Linked DNA regions of Pan troglodytes: region 2 is linked to region 1. The links are chromatin contacts, called in public Hi-C maps. All regions are on one chromosome and are shown on one strand. The core of a region is the stretch at or near the end of the contact, and the rest is flanking DNA. Distances in the headings are between cores, read along the strand shown. Region 1 holds the start of WSCD1 (WSC domain containing 1). Region 2 has its middle 170 kb from the start of AIPL1.

Evidence for each region. A called contact is a pair of places that touch in the nucleus more often than the background predicts.
Region 2: a Hi-C map of stem cell-derived neural progenitor cells shows a contact between it and region 1, with 2.1 times the contacts expected there. The contact joins the enhancer-like site here to the promoter of WSCD1 in region 1. A contact is called at or near these places in 1 of 7 Hi-C or Micro-C datasets (stem cell-derived neural progenitor cells) and 1 of 1 datasets of contacts at active chromatin or transcription factors (stem cell-derived excitatory neurons).

The regions. Positions count from the first base shown.
Region 1 is chr19:16,581,421-16,588,782 of NHGRI_mPanTro3-v2.0_pri, forward strand. WSCD1 (WSC domain containing 1) reads left to right here and starts at 2,661. Exons shown (of 9, transcript XM_016931366.4): 1 at 2,661-2,783.
Region 2 is chr19:16,759,009-16,766,370 of NHGRI_mPanTro3-v2.0_pri, forward strand. No RefSeq gene overlaps it. Among named protein-coding and RNA genes, the nearest start is that of AIPL1, 170 kb to the right of the region's middle. Within about 2 kb of position 4,498, at least 6 of the 24 cell types and tissues checked have an H3K27ac peak or open chromatin away from gene starts, as enhancers often do. A contact at or near this core is called in stem cell-derived neural progenitor cells, where this site is marked.

The DNA.
Region 1 (7,362 bases), core at 1,411-3,910:
ACTCATAACTGGTTGAATGACCATTTCCACGGCTGATGATGACTAGATGACCACCGTGAAGGGAGCTCATCGTAGTGGTGGCTCAAGCGTGGTCCACAGCCCTGCCTTGTCCACTGGTGCCAGTGGCCTGAATGGGGGTTCAGTGGCTAGTCGGGGTTCAGTGGCCAGTCACAGTTCAGCCTCCTCTCCAACCACCTCTGACCTTGCACCAGCTAGTGCAAAGTCACTGGCAGTTTCTGTGACAGCCTGTGTGTTTCACACTTCCCTGCCTTTGCAAAGGATGCCCCCCACCCTTGTCTGGAATAGCCCCTGCACCTGGTGATCCAGATGATGCCCACTTCTCCTCTAAAAGCCAGCTTACATGTCACCTCCTCCAGGAAGCCTTCCCTGAATTCCTCTACACTGAGGTTGCGAGTCATTTAGGTTCCAATGCTCACTCTATCTATCTATCTATCTATCTATCATCACAGCTAGTTGCCATCCCAGCAGCCATCTACTAACATAGAAACAATTTTGATCAAGTGGGGATGCGCTCTGAGGTGACTGGCCTATCCCCAGAGGATGAATTATAATTAGCCAAACCCATTCCTCCTTGGCCAGGAATTGGCTGAGGGGTACTCATAGGGTTCACTTCTGGCCAACGGGCCTTGCCAGAAAGAGGATCTGGCAAAAGTTTCCTTACCCAGTGAAAAAAGAAACTTGTGGGAAGAAATGTCCCTTTCTTTCTTGCCTTAGGGTATTGTCATTTGGGGAAGTCACGAACAGCGCTTCAGTTGTCATTTTGCAGTCAGGAGGGGGCGGTCCAGGGAGCACAGAGAGGCCACCACAGATCCTGACATCATTGAGTGACTGAATCACCCAACCTTGGAACTGCCTACCTCCAGGCTTCTTGCTGTCTGAGATCATAAACCCTTTGGTTGACACCACTTTTACTTTGCTATTTGTTACTTGAGGCTGCAGGCATCCTGACTGATACAGCAGAGCTCTCTCTTTGTGGTATGTTTTCACTTTGGTCTGTTTTCTCGTCCAGTTCTTCACACTGGAAACTCCTGCAGGGGACTGGTTCTTTTTATCAAAGACTCTCCAGTGTTCAACACAAAATCTAACACACAATGGGTGCCTTGCTTAGTAAATACATGAAAAGATGGGTGGCTGGAAGGAAGGAAGAATAAGCTATCAGATGACATGAAGTTAGGAGGTGATGTAAATACCTAGGATCCAATAGTTGAGGTCTGCAAAGAGAGGAGCGGACGACTCAAGAGCCAAACACAGAGAGATGGGATTGATGTGACATCAGACCTGTCTGATTCTTAGTCCCAGACTCCTGGGGGGTGGGGGGATACATTTCTCAGCAGTAAATGGACATATGATGGCAGCATTGTGGGACCAATTGCTTTTGGGACAGGGATGGTATACAAGTTCCTATGAAACAGTCCCAACTATGTGGAGAGAAGAGCTGAGGGACAAGGAGTTGGACTGTGATTAGGAGTGACTCTGTTATCAGTCCTCCCTATCACTTCTTACTGGTCACCATCACTAGAAAGAAGGGCTTTGTCCTGACACTGAAATACTCCTGGCCGTGTTGACTCCCAAGCCCTTCTCAGTTACTTCCTGGGTTCTTTCATGCACCTCCTTCCTCAACCTCCCTCCCTAGAGTCAGTAGTTGACTCTAGCATCTACCCACACAGGGGCTGTATGGTGTTCCCCTGGTGGGGTGCTTTGCAGGGCAGGTGCAGCGTGACATCGAGCACAGATGGCATGGATACCCAGCAGCCTTTTGCTTTTTCTTCTTGAGTCACCTCCTTCCCTGGTGGCAGCCACATCAACTCTTCTGCTTGATTATTCTGTACCAAGTGTCTGCTGCTGCAGATGGACACTTCTGAATAGCAGCTGCCGGGAAGTGTCTGGCTTCCCAGAGGAGCTGGGCTTGAATTCCCCTGGGCTCAACTGGCTGTGAGCCTTTTGTGATCACCCACCTGAAGGTCTCATCTGTCAAATGGGCACATGAAGGCATCTATAGACTTATCAGTTTTAAGTGGGACAATGGGTACGAGAGGGCCAGGGCTGGCTTCGTGGGTATGAGATCTGTGAAAGGCTCTGAATTCTGTGCTCAGAAGGGACCCGTACTGGTTTAATAGCCTCCTTTTATCTCATGAAATTCTTGATAGTGTTTTAAAAGGGGGCTCCATTTTTATTTTAGGCCCTTCAAATTATGTAGCTGGTCATGGAGAGGGCTTTGCAAACCAAACAGCATTGCAAGACTGCACAGTGGGTTGCTGTTATAAATCGTAACGACACACACATTCACATTCTGTAAAGGATATATACGTGAAGGGGGCTTTTCTGCAAGGCTGGGACTCTGAGGCAGCACAGAATTCGTCTCTCACTTACTGTATCCTCTTCCTGGGCTTAAGGATATTAAACCCAGGTGCCCCAAGACCTTCAGAGCATTCTGCCTTCATGCGGATGGTGCAGACTCTGTTCTAATTCTGCACTTGGCCAGACATAGCTATGCAAACTGCAGCGAGTCTCTTCCCGCTCTGGGCGCCACCTGACTGACCCGCGTAAGGAGGGACTGTGACTGGTCCCCAGGCAAACGCTTTCCCTGCCACCTGCACCTGTTGCAAGCCAGCTCCTCGGAGCCAGGCCAAGCAGCTCTGCCCCTAGCGGGAGTCGGAGGCATGAAACTCCCTTTTAGGAAGACGGAGTAAGAGGCACCACCACCTGCTCCTGCTGCCTCTGCTGTCCTCAGCTTCTGGGAGCATCTTAGCAGCCAGCCCCGGGTGAGGACAGGGTCCACCGGTGCACATGGCAGAGCAGGGTAGATGCTGTGACTTGGCGGCTTTGGGGGAACAGGGTGGGGCTCCTCCCTGGGAAAAATCTTTAGGTTTGGATCCAGCCTTTATTTAAAGAGAGGGATTGTGTATAGACTTGTGTGACTGTTCAGCCTCTTTCCACCTCGGTGCGTGTGTGTGTGTGTGTGTGTGTGTGTGTGTGACAGAGAGAGAGAGAGCCTGTGGGTCAATGCCCAGTATGCCCCTCTGAGAGTGTGTCTGTTAGTAGACACCAGTGTGTGACATTGCTTCTGTGGGCAACTATGTCAAGGCGTGGGTTTGTCACTGTGTGCGGTGTGGAGCAGTATGATAAGCCGGCGGCCGACCCCCGAGTGTGTAGACGCGGGAGCTGGTGTCAGGGTATTTGTAGGGCTGCGATTCTGTGTAGGTCTGTCTCAGATTGTGTGAGAGTGTTTGTGTTCCAGCAGGTGCTTGTTTCTGAGTGTGAATGTGTGTGAAGCTGTGACCATCTGTCTCTACCTCTGCATGGGACGGTGATCCGGTGTGTGTGTGTGTGTGTGGTGTGTGTGTATTAGAGTGCACTCTAAACTGTGTGGCTGTGTGTGTACGTGTGCGTGCCTGTCACAGTGGCCCAGTGCTTCTGGGTGAGTGGGGCAGAGCCCAGAGAGTGTGTGTGTGAGTGTGGGTGTCGGTGTCTCTGGGAAGCAGTGATTCGGGATGTGTGTGTCAGGCAGTGTGCGGCTGTCGCTGTGAGTCTGCATGGGAGAGTGGCGGCGTGCTCTCCTCTGCGCGGCAGTGCCCCGTGTGTTTGTGGGTCTGTGTCTGGGTGTGAGCGTCATGGTGCGTGTGTTAGAGCCCGTGGGGCCCCGGTGAAAGGCTGTGGCTCTGGGTGACTGGTGTGTGTGTGTGTGTGTATCAGAGTGGGTGGCGGCGTCTCTGCTCGGCAGTGGCGCGTGTGGCCCGCCCCGCGCGCGTGTCTCGCGGGCCGGGGCAGGGCGTGGGCCCCCTCCGGCGGAGCCGCGACCCCTCCCCCGGGCGGCGGGAGGTGCGCACCGGCGCCTCTAGGACCCGGCGGCGGCCGGCCGCTGTCCCCGGGCCGCGCGAGTGAGCATGTGCAGAGCCCGGCGCCCGCTCGCCCGCCCGCCCGCCCGCCCGCCCCGCCGCTCGCCCGCTGCCCGCCCCGGCTCCGCGCCCGCCCGCCCGCCCCGCCGTTCAGCCGGGACGCCAGCAGCCCCGGGGAGCCAGGCGGCGGCGCCCTGTGCCCGGGCGCGTGGGTCCGCTTGCCGCGGGCGGCCGGAGACGTGCGGGCGCCGGGGCTTCTGGGCTCCGGGCACTGCGGGGGCTGCGGGCTCGGCGCCCGGGGAAGACGGGCCATGGGCGCGGGTGCGGGCGCCCCAGCCGGCCGCGATCGCGGGGTGAGTCCTGTCTCTCGGCGCTCCAGCCGGACCCCCGCGCGGGCTGCGAGCAGGGTGTTCCCCTTGCCGCGGGCAAACAAGTTTGTGCAGACGCGGTTGGGAGCGCGGCGGGGCTGCACCTGCTCCGGCTGCAGGGCGGGCTTGCCGGGGGCACCTTCCCGGGGGCCCGGGGTGGCTCGGCCGGGGCAGGGGAGAGTGAGCGGGTGCGTGCAGGGGTTGTGGGGTGGGGGGCGGCGCTCGGCGCGGCCGGGATGGGGTGGGGGTGCGCGAGGCGCCGCACGAGCCGCGTCCCCCTCCGGAGTCCTGAGAGCCCGTCTGTTACCCGGGAGGGCGCTGCGGTTGGTCCCGGGGAGGGGGCGAGGGCAGGGTGTGGGGTGCGCACAGCTTCCCTCCTAGGCGGCGACGTTTACCCAGAAGCAGCTCCCTCTCGTTCCGCTACCAACAGAGGCTTCCGGTCAGCGGAGGGTTTGCTCCGTCTCTTGGTGAACTTGAACAGAGGCAGAGGCAAAAGCAAAACGTATGTATTTTGTCCAGAAAATTACCTAGTGTAGAGCTTTGCGTCTTCGTAGGTGTGAACGGAGACTCACGACTGAAGGTTGCTAAACTGCGTTTTTCTTGGCTACTCAGGAGCGTACCTGGCTGGGTCCCCTGCCTCCGGGTAACCTCGCTGGTTGTTTTCCTGAGCATTTGTGCGCCTGGGATGATGCCTGCTCTGCTGATCAGGAATGCGGGTGGGGAAGGGGACCGCTCTTCCTTCCGCTGAGCAGTGGGAAGGCTGATAGAGGAGTTCTAGCCTCATAGCCCTGCACTGGATCCAGCTGCTCCCCACACTGGCCCTGCCCCTGCAGCTCCCAAGATGGACAGATGCAGGACGCCGCTGTACTTTTCTAACATGAGATACCCGCATCCCTCTTGTTGCTGGAACAGCATGCTTAGGTTTATGGAGGCACTTGGTTTATCCCACTTTGGCATCAGGAGTGGGGGCCTTTCTTTTTTCCTCTGATTTGCCTAGGTTGTCAGGCACAGAAAGTGAGGGTGGTGGGGAGTGAAAGTTACAGGAGATATAAAGCTGGCTTGCCCTGCGCTGTTTGCAATCACCCACTCCTGGTGGCTGCAGGTGCTGGGGAGAGAGCTAGGGGAGGTTTCCCTGGGCTATGGGAGAATGAGGTTTGTCTCTCTCAATCATGCCCCCACCCCCACACACTTAGATTGGCCCTCAGGAGATCCTCCGGGAAGGGGCCTCAACCGGCTGCCAGAGCTCAGGGTTTCTAGGAGGAAGAGCAGGAGCTCTCCCAGGCATGGGATCTGAAGGAGGCTTGGCAGTGGTTGGGCTGGTGGCTGAGCCTGACTGCCTCATCTTCCCCGCCAGAAGGCTCTCACCTGTGGCTGCATCCTCCAGGCCTCAGCAGGGCCATTTCCACAGCTCCTCTGTAAAAATGCCTTCTTCTGGGGTGAGGGGATCCCTCTCTTCAGTGGGCATTGTGCCCTATGGGGTACTGCCCTGTGGCCTGTGGCATGTCTGGTTGGAAGTGAAGAGAAGCTGGGATAAGGCAGAAGGCCAGACTCCTGTCTCTTCCTCCTGTCTTCCTAACTGAGCAGAAGTGGATATTCAGTGCCACTAGTGGGTCTGCTGCTGAAGCTTGAGCCTCCAACCTGATCAGTTTGGCCAGAGCACTGGGGAATGAGTCACAGAGCTGGTTCCTCATGGCATCAGCCTGAGCAGGCGACTCAGAGCCTCTGAATCCAGAGCCTCCAGGCCCTGATGGAACCCCTCCGAGCAGGGCCTCTAGGGAAGTGGTGTTTCTCATTATAGAAGCTCCAAGCTTGTACTCCCATCCAGCTCAGACCCCCATCAGCCTTGGTGAGACCAGCTCCCTGACTCTTTCTCTGGAGGTACAATGAGGTCAAGGCCAAGGACTTTGGGGCAGCTCAGTGTTTAGACCTTCAGGGCCTTAGGCCTTAAAATGCAGGTGATAATCATATACACTAGCAGGGCCAGAGCTGGGCCCTAACATCCAGGGCTGCTCATCTGGGCAATGAGGGAATGAATGTGGCTTTCCGCTCACCACCTTCTCCCTGGGCCTCCTGGTCTGGCCTTCACATTCTTCCTTTAATCTCTCCTCATCATGGCTTTGACAATCGTGTTGACATACGGCCTGAAAAATTATCGGAAGTGTGCCACTTGGAGAATGTGGTCAGGGAGGAACTCTGCATATGCCCTGCCTCCCGGTGTGGATGTGAGAAGTGGATGGAAGAATGGGCTGGATTCATTTCATCAGCTATGAAATACAGTGCACCTGCTGGTAGCTGTTAAGGCCCCTCCCCTTCACTTTGCTTCCCTTCCTTTGCTGCCAGAAGCCCCTGGAGATGTGAGCTCCCTTCCAGAGAGTGGCTCCCTTGACATGAGGGGGTCGAGAGTATTCTGAGGACAAGGATGTGCAGCAGGGTGTCTTGGCCTCTCTCCCACAGCCCGAGTGCCCAGTGGCAGCATCAAGTTGGGCAGGTCTGACTTTGGTTGGGCACTCCACTCACTTGTCCACCTGTATCCAACTCACTCCGTGGGGTTTCAACACCTGTTTACCTTCCAGATTCTGGGATGGGCTTGAGACGACCCTTAAGCTTTCAGCACCAGGTGGAAGAAACACACGAATAAGTGAACAAAATAAGATTCTATAAAAGAGATAGCCCAGGCCAGGCGTGGTGGCTCACACCTGTAATTCTGGTGTTTTGGAAGCCAAGGTGGGCAGATCACCTGAGTCCAGGAGTTTGAGACCAGCCTGGCAAACATGGCAAAACCCCATCTCTACTAAAAATACAAAAATTAGCTGGGCATGGTGATGTGTGCCTGTAATCCCAGCTACTAGGGAGGCTGAGGCAGGAAAATCGCTTGAACCCAGGAGGCGGAGGTTGCGGTGAGCCAAGATCATGCCACTACATTCTAGCTTGGGCGACAGAGCGAGACTCCTTCTTGAAAAATAAATAAAAATAAAAGAGATAACCCAGAGATAGGCTGGAAAAGGTTGCGACTGGCTGTTTCAAAAGTGTGAAAGGCTCCAAATCAGGCACCAGGAAAGGAAAAATGCCGGCCCCGGCACTGGTGCGCTGTCTTTCTGTGTGGACCCAGCCTCCACCATGGTGCTTGGAAGGATCTC
Region 2 (7,362 bases), core at 3,248-5,747, 180 kb after region 1:
TAAACCCACACAGGACGAGCTCAGCTGTGTTCCTTTGTTTGTGGTTTTTACACACACCATTCATGTTACCTGTAGAGCGTAGTCTGGTGTGTGATTAGACCACAGTTGGTGGGAATGCAAATTAGTTCAGCCTCTGTTGAAAGCAGTTTGGAGATATCTCAAGTAACTTAAAACAGAACTACCATTTGACCCAGCAATCCCATGACTGGGTGTATATCCAAAAGAAAATAAATCATTCTACCAAAAAGACACGTGCACTCGTATGTTCATTGCAATGCTATTCACAATAGCAAAGACATGGAATCAATCCAGGTGCCCAACCACGGTGGGTTAAACTTTGAAAATGTAGTGCATATCCACCGTGGAATACTACACAGCCATAAAAAAGAATAAAATCATGTCCTTTGGAGCAACGTGGATGCAGCTGGAGGCCATTATCCTAAGCCAGTTAACGCAGAAACAGAGAGCCAAATACTGCTCATTCTCACTATTAGTAGGAGCTAAACATTTGGTACCCGCAGACACAAAGATGGGAACAATAAATGCTGGGGTAGGGAGGGAGGACAAGGGTTGAAAAACTATCAGACACTATGTTCGTTACTTGGGTGATGGGATCCTTGGAAGCCCAAACCTCAGCATCACACAATATACCCATGTAACAAGCCTACACATGTACACCCTGAATCTAAATATTTTTGAAATTAAAAAAAAAAATAGACCACAGCCTATGTATCCATTTTCCTGTTTCTGAACACCGAGACTCACCTCTAGCTTTGTGGAATTTCAAAGTGTTTTACAAAATATGACTGTACGCCATTCCCTGTGTACACAAATACAGTGCTCTCTAGGACAGATGGCGTAGACACGGGATTGCTGGGTTGAGGAGATGGAAAGGTAAGGCAAAGGAAGTGCCATGGTATTGCATTCATGCTGTCTGCCTTGGACAGAATCTGTAGAAATGGCTGATTCCCTTTGTCTGTGGCTCCACCTTCTATCAGACATCCCCTTCCACGGGCTCTGCTCCCACCAGGTGACCCTGACTCCTGGGGTCCAGTCACACCGGCTCCTTCCTTTGTCCACAGCTCTGGGGTGGAGTGGCTCTCTCCCTTCTCTGGGCCATCTCACCTTCCCTGTCGCCCTTTCAGCTCCTTGCACACCTTGGTAGCTTGCTCCCTGTATTAACGTTTTCCTGTTAATATCCATCTGGCATGGATTTTGTTTTCCTGGATGAACACTGACTCATACATAGGCCACAGTCAGGAGTTTGGATGGCAACAAAGTGCCAAGAATTTTATGCAGAAGAGTGTCATGATTTAGTATCTGACCTAAACCCATGATGTTGGCCATGGTGTGGAGGTTAAATTGAACAAAAGCATGGAATTCTGTGAGGAGGTTGATCTAGCAGAGGCTTGCACAAGGGTAATAGCAGGGAACAGAGTCAAATAGAGGGCTTTGCAGTATTTTACAGTGATAGATGTGGGGGTGAGAGGAGGACACGAGTAAGGAATGAAGCCCAGATTTCTGGGTAGTGGCGCTGCCGTTTACTGAGGTAGGAAAGGAAGGGCTTTGTTTTGTTTTGTTGTACATGGAGTGCTGAGAATATATGAGTTTTTCTTTACTAAACACCTTCTCTCTCTCTTTTCTTTTAGACAGAGTTTCCGCTCTTGTTGCCCAGGCTGGAGGGCAATGGCACAATCTCAGCTTATTGCAACCTCCATCTCCTGGGTTCAAGTGATTCTCCTGCCTCAGCCTCCCAAGTAGCTGAGATTACAGGCGCCTGCCACCACGGCCAGCTACTTTTTGTATTTTAGTGGAGACGGGGCTTCACCATATTGGTCAGGCTGGTCTCGAACTCCTGACCTCAGGTGATCCTTCTTCGTGTAGGTGCCCTCCTGTCTTATCTCCTACAGCTTCTGGGGCTGCAGGGGGACATAAATACCACATGTGCAGGCACCTTTGTAAACTATGCAGCAGTTTCCTTAAAAAACCAAACAAAACAAGAAACACAGTGACCACAGAGGGGAGCTGGGAAGGAGAGTGAGGGGCAAGGGCATTTCTGGGGCCCGTCTCTCCTCTCTGTGGCTCCAAGGGCAAGATTCCCATCACTAGCTAATGCAAATAACTGCATGACAGCATGAAACACCACCAGCTGCCCCGTAGCGTGCCTACTAGGTATCAGGCCCTATGCTGGGTATTTTATACACATTCTCTCTGATCCTCTGAAGTGGGAGCCAGCAATCTTAATTTGATTTTCAGAGTCAGAACTGGTGGAAATTCACTTTGGTCTCTCGTATGGCTGGATCTCGTATTTCTAAAGGCCCATGCCGGGTGGACTATTACATCATGTTGACAATATAAATTAGACTGATTAGAGGCTGAAAATATCATTAGGAATGACATACTATTTCGTAGCTGGCATTATTGCCTGTAACATTTATACATGACAAAGTGCTTTCTATCTCTGCCCAGTGACACTTTGACACCAACCCAAATCATAGAAAATGCTGTGGTGTGAGCCATAGGCCAATTATTAACTGTCCCTGGGAGGTCCCTCAGCCCTTCCAGCCCTGCTGACAGATTGGTCTTTGGTGAAATTAAGAAGTCTTGGGAGAAGCTTATTTTTCTATTCTTGGGAACCCAGGGATCTCCCCAGCTCCCAGCTCCCAGGTAGAGAAGCCATCACTGTACATGGGAAAAAAATAAAAAAGAACACTCAGCACTAAAAGCCTAGGTTCTATCTCTGATTACCTTCATGCCATTAGTAAGTCATTTATTCTCTCTAAGCTTGTTTCCTCATCTAAAAAAAGAGAAACAAAAATACTTAACCTATCTCTATTATGGAAGTTTTCTGCAGATAGAATGAGCCAGTGGATATGAACAGACTTTGTGTCAGTCAACCTTTGCTGTATAACAAACAACCACAAAAAAATCCCAGAGTCAATAAGCATGTATTTACTTCACGTATCTGGGGGTCGGTGAAGACTTGTCTGATCTAGGCTAGACTGGCTGAGTGGCTTTGCTTTAGGCTATGGGTTTGGTTAGAATGGGTTCCTTGCCATACATTGGGCTCTGGTGTGTTCCTTGTATGTTTATCCTGGAGCCTGGGATACAGGGGGAGCATCTGCTGGTGAGAAGCTCTTCTCGTGGCGATGGCAGAGGTGCAAGCGGGTGAGCCCAGCTGCACAAGCACATTTCACGTCCTTGTTTGCATCATGTATGTTAATCTTCCAAAGTAGGTCACATAGCCAAGCCCCAAGCCAAGGAGTGAGCAAAAAAACTCCCATGTATGTGGAGAAGAGGGAGGGAACGTTTTTAAACAGTAATCCAATCTACCACCTCCTTGTTCCATACATACATAAGAAAGGACTGTTGCTTATCATTATTTTTTCAACCCCAGTAAGGACAGAGATGTCAAATATCCTGTTTTTCATCTATTGTTTTGGCCTCACAGCAACTGGTCTGGCTGTAGTTAATCAATCCAACTGACCATCAATCCACTGGACAAATTGACTTTTCGGTTGTGTCCAATGGAATTGATTTCCACAGGTGCATTGGGCCCCCTGAGTCCTGTCTGTGCTACGTGATGGGTTAGAAAGTAGCCAACTTTGGCCGGGCATGGTGGCTCACCCCTGTAATACCCGCACTTTGGGAGGCCGAGGTGGGCGGATAAAGAGGTTAGGGAGCAGCCTGACCAACGTGGTGAAACCCCATCTCTACTAAAAATACAAAAATTAGCTGGGCGTGGTGATACGTGCCTGTAATCCCAGCTACTCAGGAGGCTGAGGCAGGAGAATCGCTGGAACCCAGGAGGCGGAGGTTGTAGTGAGCTGAGATCGCACCACTGCACTCTAGCCTGGGCGACAAAGCAAGACTCTGTCTCAAAAAAAAAAAAAAAAAGAAAGAAAGAAAGAAAGTAGCTAACTTTAGCTACCTCTTTGCAAAAGGTAGGGTGCTCCAGGGAGCTTCCTTTCTTATTCTTGATTTCTCCCAGTTCAACGTCCTCAGGCTGGAAGCTACATAACATAATAACCACCGACATGTATGCAGACCTTTACTGACAGCCAAGTGCTTTTATAGATGTAATCCATTTTGCATCCCTAAGATAGCCCCTCATCATGCCCATTTCACAGATAAGAACCCCCTGGGTCACATCAATAGGGAGTGGGAGACCCAGGATTTGAACCTCTCCTGCCTGATTCTGGGGCTCGGGATCGCCCCTCCCCCAGTCCAAAGAGGGGTTTCCTGCTCTCCAAGTCTTGATCTCCTCCTGCCTGACTTCACAGAGCTCCCCAATGTAATGTCAGCTCCGTGTGACGGCCTATCTACCACATCCACAATGGGTTAATTTCTGCCGTTTATGTGAAAAGAAATTACTCACTAAAATTTAATTTGGTAAATTTCAGTCTTTGTAAGCAGTGAATTCAATGACGACACAGTTGAGCAAGTCAGCAGTTACTCAGGCAATTTCCGAGCCACCAGCCCCCAACCCTGATAACAAAGAACGCCCGGCCTCTCAGCCTGTTTTAAATTCACATTCCTTCATTATTATGTCAAGGGAAGTCATTATGGGACTGAAGAAAATGCTTCCTGTCTAGAAAAATAAAACGCAGTCTTGTGCGGCGGATTAGCGTGTTCTGTCGGGTATTAAATGGGGAACTCTCGAGGAGCATGATTTCTGAATTACGTGGTTTGATGATTATTTAACCGCGTTGGCTGGTGATAACTATTTATCTAGTCCAGAGCAACGCAGTTCAATAGGCCTGTTCTTACGTCCTCCTTGGAGGCTGCTGCCAGGAACCTGGCTCCCAGAATTTTCTGGGGAAGGGCAGTGAGGGGGTGGGGAGGTGACGGGAGATGAAGGCAAGTTTCTCAGGTTGGCACTGATGCCTGGAATCTGCACATATTTGCCTACTTTGACTGGACGCTGGTAGATTTCCTGCAACTGATACGTGTGTGTGTGGTGTGTGTGTGTGTGTGTGTGTGTGTGTGTGTGTAAAAGACAGAGAGAGATTGAGAGATTCAACCTAGGCATGTTAATCAGGTTGTTTAAGCCAATGGGGCTATGGGCTTTCAAGGCAGGAACAATATTCTGTTTACCTTTGCACCCCCAGTGCCGAGCACAGTGCCTGACACTTATGTATAACCATGATTTTGAGGCTGATTGTCAAAAACACGAGTTAGGTTGCAGACTCCAGTGATGGTAGATGCAGCTGGCCACCAGGATGGGAGCTTCACCTTGACTTCTGTCTGTTAAATTTACTGCTGCATCCTCAGCTCCAAGGCCAGTGCCTGGCAAAGAGATAGTGCTCAGTAAATACTTGCTGCATTTTTTCTGAATTTGCCTCGAGGTGTGGAAGGTAAGAAGAGTTGCTAGGACGAAAGAAACCGGGGCATCTTTTGGGAAAGGGGCCAGGACAGAGGAGCAGATGGGGGCTGAAATACAGGGTGGAAAAGTTGTTTTGTCTGAAGAAGAGCAGCCTCGGGGTCAGGACCATGCCTTCCCACCTCTGAATGCCACCCTGGAGCAGGACTGGCCCCATCCTGGGTGGCCTGCAGGGAGAGGAGGCTGTTGCTGGTAGGCACATTTTGAGGTGGGGGGAAAGGAAAAAGTTTATAAGAAAGCTGTCCAGAGAAGGCATGACTTTCCCTTAAGAGTTAGCGAGTCCCCAGGTGTCAGGAGAGGCTTGACTTTGGGAGAATGTTGGAGTGGAAAGTGTAACAGAGGGATGTCTGGTCTTTTGGCTTCCCTGGGTCACACTGTAAGAAGAATCATTTTGGGCTGCACATGTCATATATTAACACTGACGATAGCTGATGAGCTAAAAAAAATCACACAAAAAAGAAATCACAAAAAAAATCTCATAATGGGCCTGATGCGGTGGCTCATGCCTGTAATCTCAGCACTTTGGGAGGCCAAGGTGGGCGAATCACGAGGTCAGGAGTTTGAGACCAGCCTGGCCAACATGATGAAACCGCATCTCTGTATTTTGTAAAAATACAAAAAATTAGCTGGGCATGGTGGCGGGCGCCTGTAATCCCAGCTACTTGGGAGGCTGAGGCAGCAGAATCGCTTGAACCCGGGAGGCGGAGGTTGCAGTGAGCTGAGATCACAGCACTGCACTCCAGCCTGGGCAACAGTGTGAGACTCTGTCTCAAAAAAAAAAAAAAAATCTCATGATGTTTTAAGAGACTTAACAAATGTGTGTTGAGTCACATTCAAAGCCATCTGGACTGCAGGCCTCAGGTTGGGCAAGCTTAATATAGCATAAGATAGAAGGTAGAAGTAGGGGACCTTCGAAGTCCCATGAGGGTCTGCAACTTATAGTCCATATTTGATTGATTTGCTTCTGCTGAATCAGAGAAAGATGAATCTATTCCCCTGGATTAAGGAGGGATGTTGAATTGGACCTTGAAGACACTGAGATGGAGGTAACTGTGGTCAGAAGAGTTACTACGGATGGGACCATGTGTGAATAATCCCATGTTGTATGGCTTGGTAGAGTAACATGTGCCATAGGCACACGACAGATGAGGGAGAGGAGATCAGAGCTACTGCAGTCTGAAGACCCCTGGAGAAGGGCAGGAGGCCAGAGAAATCAGGGAGACCTCCCTGAAAGAGGTCAGGTGGACATATCGGAGTGCTCAGGAAGCCCTGGGGAGGTGAGACTGAAGGAATTGTGAGTAACTAGCCAAAGTTGTGGAATGAGGGATCCGGCTCTTACTAGCAGAGAGTGGTTAAAGACAGACCAGGGACCAGGCACGGTGGCTCACACCTATATTCCCAGCACTTTGGGAGGCTGAGGCGGGTGGATCATGAGGTCAGGAGTTCGAGACTAGCCTGGCCAAGATGGCGAAACGCCGTCTCCACTAAAAATACAAAAATTATCTGGGTGTGGTGGCAGGTGCCTGTAATCCCAGCTACTCAGGAGGCTGAGGCAGGAGAATTGCTTGAACCCGGGAGGCGGAGGTTGCAGTGAACCGAGATCACGCCGCTGCACTCCAGCCTGGGTGACAGAGCAAGACTCCATCTCAAAAAAAAACAGGAGGCAATGAAGCCGCAGGTGAGCCAGGTAGTTACAAAAGAATGCGATCTCTCAGCAAGGGGAAGAGCCAAGGCTGGGGAGAAAGTAGCACCTGGCTGGCTTCTTGAGGAAGCGCTACCAGCAAGGAGCTCTCACATCTTAGCAGCGACCAAGGTAGTAGGCCACGAACTCTAATAGAGGCAGAGGGTTTGTTAAGATTTTAGAAGCAGACAGCCCTGGTTTGAAGTCCTGACTCGACTATGTTCCGAATGTGTGATCTTGGACAAATGGCTTAACCTCTGAGCCTTAGTTTCCTCATCTGTAAAATAAGTCTTAAAAA